2 separate regions of the Mus musculus genome follow, and region 1 is linked to region 2. The links are chromatin contacts, called in public Hi-C maps. All regions are on one chromosome and are shown on one strand. Each heading gives the region's core, a stretch centred on a gene start, on an enhancer-like site or on the middle of the called end of the contact. The rest is flanking DNA. Distances are from core to core; before and after follow the strand shown.

Region 1 (4,287 bases), core at 119-2,618, 390 kb before region 2:
ATGCCAGAAATAACCAGTGGCTCAATGAACCTCTGAACAAATATGGTCAGTACAGAGATGGCCTGGAACAGATATTTGCTTGGTAACAGCTATTCACTCAGTGCCCTACAGAGGGAGTGTCTTGTGGCTATGGCTGATCAGACCAGAGGAATTAAAAAGAAAGGCTAGAGAGAGCCAGACATGGTGGAACCCCGGAACGTGAGAGGGGCAGGCTGGGGTGTCTGCAGTTCAAGGACTTCCTCAGCTGCCTAATGAGTTCGAGGCCAGTTTGCGCAGCAGGAGAGATTATCCCCCAAACAAACAAAAGCCCTTGGGAAACATGACAAACAAGACTACTACTTCACTTAAACACGATGGTCTTCTCTCAGAAGCTGTATCTGTCTTCAGGTCATCATCTTCGGGATATAGTTCATCACTGTTCAGACCCGGTATGTCTCACAACTGTTTGTACAATCAACTTATACACCATGCATTCACTACAGCTACTCCAAATTAAAAAGGCCAGAGTAGGAGAAGCTGCAGTGTTTGGCCAGGACTATTTCAGAACACATTTCCGGGAAGCTGATTCTCATCTCACAACAGTAAAAATGTATGCTGGCAAAAATGTCAATCTAGATTTCATACATACCTTTTAAAAGAGTCAGGTTTTAATCAAGTTATTTTCTGTGACGAGTTCTCTCGGATGCTTTGGGCACCCCTTCATCTAATGAAAAGAAACACATTTTAAGCATCACACACCACTTCCTATTGCTCTAATACTTCAATTAGGAAACTAAGCTGTATCTCCCTTACCTTGGTATCTTTTTGCAACTGCTTTGATGATGTTAAGAATGATGACGCCATGGTCCCTGTGAAAGGGTTCATGTGCATATAATCCGATGTCACTTAGGTGTCACCAGTACCTTCCAAACAGCACAAAAGGCCTTGCATATTTTTCTGCAAACCCCGCTGTGTAAGAACCCACCCAAACTGGGACTGAGGAACCAGAACGCACGCAGCCTTCAGCCAAGCTGCCCAGTCCCAATCTCCCCAGGGCCTAGGCTCCAATCCTGAAATCTCTTTTGCTGCTGCGCACTTCTCCCAGGTAGTTTACACCGGTACCCTAAGCTCAAGTGCGGAGGGCTGCTCCGCAGAACCGGAGCATCTAAATTTACTCTGTAACCCCACATTTTGCTTGGTCACCAGGTCGCCTAAAAGAGTAACCTACAGCGCAAAGAGAACCCTCAGCTTTCCGCGCAGGTCCCTTTATAGTTTAGGGTGCAGTCAGAGCGAGGCTGTCCTTCCTTCCTTCTGTTACGGATTGCACCCGAGAGCACGTGGGGGCGCGGCCGTTCCTGAAGCACCGCGTGGAAAAGCTGTGGGTCTTTTCTTCCCGGCCTTTCCGGGGGAGGTGCGCGCCGCCCGCCTGCCGCGTTCCTGTCCGTTGCTGCGCGCGCTCCCGCTGGCTCGCCGCCACCGGTTTCTTCCGAGTCTGGCAGGCAGCTTAGCCCTACGTGGAGTGGGAGTGGCGTCAAAATTCAAAGGAACTGCCGCAGTTGGAGGCGTTGTACCACCTGCTTCGAGACGGTTGGCGGCCTGGAGTGGCCTTGACCTCACCCCAAGTCTAACCCGGGTGGCAGCCGCTCTGCCGAAGGGACCTTGGAGGACAGAACTACACCGGTGAAACGGAAAAGCCACGCGTTTATCCTTCGTGCACTCTGGGGACGCCGCTGGTCTGCAGAGAGCCACGCTGTCCGGTGCTCCCTATCCAATGCCTGCTTGGGCGCCCAGCCAGGTCCAACCTCCAACCCAGCCCCACCCATCCCACTACCAGACTTTGGGGACAATTATACTGTCAGTATCCTCAGAAGTCATTCTGCTTCACAGAGGAGGCAGCAGGTCAAAAGCCACCAATTGGCCTTTATTTATTTTACGGCAAGATTGATTTATTTTGTGCTGGGATTTGAATTCAGGACCTTTGGGAGAGCAGTCAGTGCTCTTACCCGCTGAGCCATCTTACCAGCCCCACACCAAAGTCTTTGACCTTCCCGAAGCAATCAGTAAGAAACTTCCATCAACTCTGACCAGACAGAATTTCAGAATTACTGCAAACAGGGCTAGTGAGATGACTCACTGGATAAGGGTGCTTGCCATGAAAATGAGGCGAACTCAGTTCAATCCCTGAAACGCATGTAGAGATGGAAGGGAGAATACACTCCACAGAGCTGTCCTCTGATCACCATATGTGCACCGTGGCATGCAGGTCAACACACACATCATGCACACATGCAGTAGTAATGATAGTAAGTGAATAAAAGCCGTTTGGGTAAGAACATCACATAAGGTTTGCCATAGATAGAAGGTAGGGAATAGAATGACATATGGTAAAAGCTTGTCACAGAATCTGGTTAAGGACTGTGCCTCTGGGCTACATTTCAAGCCTGTGGTCTTAATTTGGTTCTCTTTACATCTATGTGCTCAGGTACACACGTGCATGCAGAGGCTGAAGGCCTTAGGTGTTATCCTCAGGAGCACCATTTATTCCCTTTGAGATAGGGCCTCTTACTGATCTGGAGCTCAGGAATCAGGCTAGACTGGCTGAGCACAAGTCTAGGAGATCTTTCTGTTTCTGCCTTCCAGCTCAGAAATTATAAGCATGGGCCAGCCACATTTAACATCATCTTTATGTGGCTATGGGAATCAATCTGGAGTCCCTGGGCTTGCAAAGCCAACGCTTTGTTGAGCCATCTCCATAGCCACAGTATTAGCTTTTTAAGGTCATTAGATGAATGCTTTCTTCAAAATGATTTCTAGTATGTATTTTTGATCTTACGTGTTAGCTTTCATCACAATAACAAGAGAATTCAGATCAGTGGTTCTCAACCTGTGAGTGGAGACGCCATTGACAAACCTATAGCTACAAAAATATTTACATTATGACGTATAACTAGGAAATTATGAATTAGCAGTGAAGATAATTTTATGGTTGGAGGAGCCCTACAACCTGAGGAACTGTATCAAAAGGCTGCAGAACGGGGAAGGGTGAGAACCTCTGATTTAGATAATCAACTTTTGTCAGAGAAAAATTTTGGTTGATGGTTTGAAGGTTCTAGCCCATAACTGGACTCTCCATTGCTTTGGGCCCATGGTAAGGCTGGAGGCTATTTTGGAAGTGCCTAGCAGAGCAAAAGCACTCACCTCATGGCCAGGAAATGAAAACAAAGAGAAAGAAACCAGAGCTCCAGAGTCTCCTTCAAGAGTGCGCCTCCACTGACCTGACCGCCTTGTCAGCTGCTTCTTAAAGTTTCTACCACAGGGCTGGCGAATGTTCACTGTCAACTTGGTAGGATATGGAATGACATAGATAGAGGATATAGATACAGGTGTATGTGTGAGATACAGGGAGGGTGTTTCCAGAGAAGTTGAACAGGGAGAGATCACCCCAAAAATGGATGGCATCATCTCCTGGGGCGTGGGAGTCCCAGACAGAATAACCCTGAAAACAAGGGAAAGCTAGCTGGGCATCAGTGTTCACTCCTGACTGTGGAGGCGATGTGACCAATTGCTTCTTACTTCTGCTGCCACAAAGTGAGCTATGTTTTGCCATCACCCTTTCTCCTAATTGGTAGATTGTACCCTCAAAACAGGAGCCAAAATAAATGCTTCCTTAAGTTGCTTTTCCTGGGTACTTTGTGATATTAATTAATTAATTAATTTTAGAATTCATAAAGATTTTTATTCACTTATTTTTTAAAACTTCAATTTTCCCTGGATTTAGAATAAGTTTTTTTATTTATCTTTTTTCCCTTTTTCCAATTTTTATTAGGTATTTTCTTCATTTACATTTCAAATGCTATCCTGAAAGTCCCCTATACCCTCCCCCCACCCCGTCATAGTAATTTCATGGAGATCTGAGCTAACTAGTGTCTCAAAATTACTGTGACTCCAGCCTCATAACCATGTCATCAAAGCCTGCTGTTGCTGACGTCATGGTAGGCAGTGATGATGTAGAGCAGGAACAGAAAAGAGGCAGAGTGGACCCTGGCAGGGAAGAGAATGGCGGCCCCAGTGACTCACAGAACTCTGAGATCAAGAAAAAGAGGATGATGTAGTTTTGCTTTGGAACATCCTTCTACACTGGAGAATGGACTCAAAGCAGTCCAAGCTATCTCCATATACCCATGTGCAAATTGAGAATGTTCCCTGGGGCTTTTATAATCGCTAGTTATTAACAACCTGACAGATATTCTGTTTTATCCTAGATTTCCCACATGGTATCCGTGTTCCAGAATCCAGAGAATCCGTAAG
Region 2 (4,333 bases), core at 104-2,603:
ACAAGGGATTCTGAGACAGGAACAAATCCCCAAGAACCTGTTGTTTCTGCTCAGAGGACCCAGGGGGAGGATGGTCTACCAAGAAGCCTTCCTGGCAGTAACTCAAAACAGAGCTATGCTTCCTGCCAGGAAAGGGTGAATGGACAGTCTTTCATCTTTGCCCAGGAGTGACAATCTGCAGGACCACCTGAGAGCACACAGGGAGCCTAGACCTAAGGCAGACCTGAGGCAGGCTGTCTGAAGGGGTCTGAACACCTACCTGTCTCACGGCGGCGAGGCAACTGCCCCATAGGCATCGGACGATCAGTATGGGGACTTGGCCATTGGATGCAGACTACGGGGCCTTACCTCACAACGCAGTACTATAGGCCTGGTGCAAGGAGATGTAATGAAGGTGTCGGAGCATTCTGGATGTAACAGAACAGTCTGGACTTATGTTTGGTGGCAGTGTGCAGATGACAAGTCCAGATTAACATGACATTTGACATTTTAAAGTGGACTTCAGAAAAATGTTCCTGGTAGAAATTATGAAGACACCATAAAAGCAACAAAGTCAGTGCTCATGAGTAGATACAGAACATAGAACTGTTCCGAAAATTAAAACCAAAAACCAGTGAACGGCCTTAAAGCAAAGTGGTCTAGTGTTGGCAAGTGAGCACAGCCTTTAGAGAACAAAGGGGGTGACTTGGGAGCAGGGACAAAAGATGTGACAGTCATAGGATCACAGTTAGAACCAAAACAGGGCTAAAAAGTCCCAAGCTGGTACCATGTTCCTGTAGGTTGAAGCTGACCAGACCTCGGGCAGATGCTCATCATGGGCCATCTTCCAACCACCAAAGCCAGTTTCCTCACGAGGATCCTTGGGCAGACACTGGCAAAGGCCCAGAATCCTCACCTCAGAATCCTGTGATGGAAATCTCCAGGAAGTGCTGGGAGGACACTGGGGTGAATTTAAAATGAATCTACTACCACAGAAAGCACGACAGTGGGTCCTCAGTGTTACAGTGCCACTGCTGAGTATGTTAAACAGAACACACAGCACCGGCACGCGGCAAGGCTGGGAGACAGACGCGCACATCCACATTAACGGTGTGATCCCACAGCAGGCAAGGGAAGAAGCTGAAGCGTCACTAGGTAAACTCGAGACTCTCCTCATGCAGAGGATGTTGTCGAGACAGAAGGGGATCCTGGCACAAGCTTCACCCGGCTGAGCAGGAGGACAGGATACCAAGTGAAGTAGGACAGTGTCGTCAGAAGAAAGCAAAATAAAGCCCAAATTAAAAGGCCATAACACGGTAGAGCACAGTGAGTGGAAAACACAAACACCAGAGCAGTATCCTAGCAACACTGGCTGCTGCTTTGGAAACAGGCCCCAGGCCAGGCTGCTAGTATCAGCAGCAATCAGCTGCCACCAGGTCTATACAGGCTGAGCGTCCTGTATCTAAAATGGGGCCAAGGTGTTGGCCTTCCAGATTGTCTCATTATATACACTTAGATAATGAAGTACTTGAGGCTAGGTCCAAAATCTAGAAACAAATTAATCTTATGCCTAACGTGCACCTTTCACAATTGCTACTGCACCGTGTTCTGACTGTGACCTGTTCTATTTGTAGTGATAATCAAAATTGTTTAGATTTGGAGAATTTCAAATTTTCACATTATGGATGCTAAACTTGTAGGAGGCACAACTACATAAATCTGACAACATGAGCGAAATGAACGTCTAACTCACTTGATATAAAATAACCCAAATAACCCTTAAGGAAGTTCCTAAATTACCCCAAATGTACATGTAGGAACATGTAGAAATGCTATAGAACTTTTGCTAACACTTAAAGAATTAACAGGGTTCTATACTGCTGGCCTTTCTGGGAAGTGTAACATCACCCAGGGATCCTGGGCTGCAAGGGGAACCCCATGAGCAGGCTCGATGGGAAGGATGTTTGCTGCCAAGTTTGGTGATCTTCATTTGATTCCTGTGACCCCAATGGTGGCCTGTCTCCTGCCACACTCTGAGCCTGACATTCTTGTCCCCCAGCCTGGGCCTCCAAGCACATTCTGTCCTTTCCTACCTGAACCCCAGCACCTGACATTATTAGCTCACGGACTGTCAAGCTCAGCCTGTCGGTCGCTCTCAGACACTGGATCTTTTCTCTTTACAGCATTTATGCTCATATGCATTTTCTATTTTCATGGGTGGGGGGCAACTGTCCAGTCTGAAGTTATTAAGTAAACTTGGCCATGTAAACTCACCCTAGTACTTCTGCAACCTTAATTACCACTTCTAAGAGGCTGGTGATATATGACCAAGGTCAGGATCTCATTGCATAGCCACAACTGAATCATGGATGTGTGTACTTTTAATGTGTGTACGTGTCTGTGCTAGGGTCCATGCATGGGACTGTGGATGCTCCTGTAGCTGGAGTTACCAGTTGTGAGCAGTATGTGCTTTTAATTTACACTTCCAACCCTGTGCATTTTAGACAAGGACAGTAAATCTACTGGCTTTACTATTGGCACCTTTACTCAAACTGGGCCATAAAACTGGTCAAGGGAGTAAACTCGGAACTGTCCCCTGAAGCATCTTTCCTTGTTTCTGGTTGGAAAGCCGTGGTCGGGGGTAGCTCTTAGAGAAAACCGCAGATTACTTCCTATGCACTAGACAGGGGAGAATGAAGCCCGGCAGGCTGTTAAGTCGGATGAGGTGTTGGTAGTCTCCGGCTCTTCCAGCCCTCCGTTTATTCATGGTGACCCTTCCCACACATGGCACTGAGTCTTCAGCGCGTGCTTTGCAGAGGACACTGCCACACCGCAGTACAGCAAGCAGTTACTCTGGACACTTTTCCTAGCTGGAGCTTAGCGTGCCTCTCCTCCCCAGAGCTTGTCCCACTGTGAGCTCATCACAGATGAGGGGATCCTGCACCTGAGCAGCAGCACCTGTGGGCACGAGAGACTCCGGGTGCTGGAGCTGGACAACTGCCTTCTTGTCACGGACGCCTCGCTGGAGCACCTGGAGAACTGCCGAGGCCTGGAGCGACTGGAGCTTTACGACTGCCAGCAGGTCACCCGTGCAGGCATCAAGCGCATGCGGGTAGGTGTTAGTCCCTCCTAGGCTCTCCTTGGCAGCTGGGAGATGGAGACCCAGAAATCCACATCCAGGCTTGTGAGTGGGCTCAGCAGGTTAATGGTGCTTGATACCAAGCCTGTCTTCCTGATTTCATGGCCAAGAACATGGTACAAAGTAACAGAACCAACTCAGTGTTGTTTTCTGACCTCCACATACATGCTGTGGCATACACAGTATACTAAACCCAATACCCAGTTCTCCAGTCTGGTGTATTTATACAAACTGTGATTACAGAAGTGCCACCATAGGCTCCTTCAGACATGTACCCTTAGATCATTGCCACTAGAGAGAAGTGTTTCCAATTGTCTTTAGAGGGTGATTTGGGGCCCAGGGCTAGAGGGGTTTTAACAGGGACAGTTCTAGCTTACAGCATGCTCCCTGCCTAATTAATGCAATCAATTGTAAACGGACTAGAGGTTTTCAAAGGTTATACAAGAATCGCAATCCCAGGGCAGACGACTCCTTTTCCATTTCCTTCTAGGCTCAGCTTCCTCATGTCAAAGTCCATGCCTACTTTGCTCCAGTCACCCCTCCACCAGCAGTGGCAGGAAGTGGACATCGACTGTGCAGATGCTGTGTCATACTCTGACAGCAGCTGCTTAGGCCACGGGCCCCATCCTCCAGGTTAGACCAGTCTCCTGGCTGTTCCATCGTCACCCTATCTCGACTCTCCATGGTGAAAACATTACAGGTAAAAGACTTCAGCACAGATTACAGTACCTGGTAATGCTATTCACCTTAACACTGCTAGGATGCAAGCAAATCCAGGTCTGTGTCATCCACAGCAAGAGTGGTGTGGTGCAACCTAGAGCCCATCAGAGGTGGGTACCTATGTATACAAGTCCCACCTGGCTTTGTCAGCATTCTATATATACACCTTCAGTGTTAGCACAACCTGAGCAGAGTAAAAGAGCCTGCTGGTTTCTACCTGATCCTTAAGCCAGTGGCCTAATGTAATTCACAGCAATTTCTGTCCATCTGCAGGACTTGTCCACTTTAAAGACTAAATAGCACCTTTATGAACGTGATTGTACTGCAAACTCAGAATGGCTGGTAGTTTCATATGTAGAAGTGTGTGTGAAAGGCATGTTAACATACTTCCATAAGACACCAAAGAAACAAGGCCTCTAAGCTGGGTGGGGCAGGATCTTCACCTTTCTGTTTGTGTCAACTCGTCATACCCAACTCTAGGGACCAAAACCACCC

What was found. Hi-C and Micro-C count contacts between places; a contact is called where the count stands out from the background.
Region 1: a Hi-C map of cortical neurons shows a contact between it and region 2, with 2.9 times the contacts expected there. The contact joins the promoter of 4930520O04Rik here to the enhancer-like site in region 2. A contact is called at or near these places in 1 of 15 datasets of contacts at CTCF or cohesin (pro-B cells), 12 of 484 Hi-C or Micro-C datasets (the Ba/F3 cell line, the G1E-ER4 cell line, adipose-derived mesenchymal stem cells and 6 more), 1 of 115 datasets of contacts at active chromatin or transcription factors (kidney) and 1 of 9 other capture datasets (liver).

The regions. Positions count from the first base shown.
Region 1 is chr9:114,365,405-114,369,691 of GRCm38.p6, reverse strand. 4930520O04Rik (RIKEN cDNA 4930520O04 gene) reads right to left here and starts at 1,368. Exons shown (of 3, transcript NR_040383.1): 1 at 1,208-1,368; 2 at 629-703.
Region 2 is chr9:113,978,216-113,982,548 of GRCm38.p6, reverse strand. Fbxl2 (F-box and leucine-rich repeat protein 2) reads left to right here. Exons shown (of 15, transcript NM_178624.6): 14 at 2,879-3,091; 15 at 3,609-4,333. The coding sequence ends at 3,716. Among named protein-coding and RNA genes, the nearest start is that of Fbxl2, 46 kb to the left of the region's middle. Within about 2 kb of position 1,353, at least 84 of the 459 cell types and tissues checked have an H3K27ac peak or open chromatin away from gene starts, as enhancers often do. A contact at or near this core is called in cerebral cortex, cortical neurons and muscle stem cells, where this site is marked.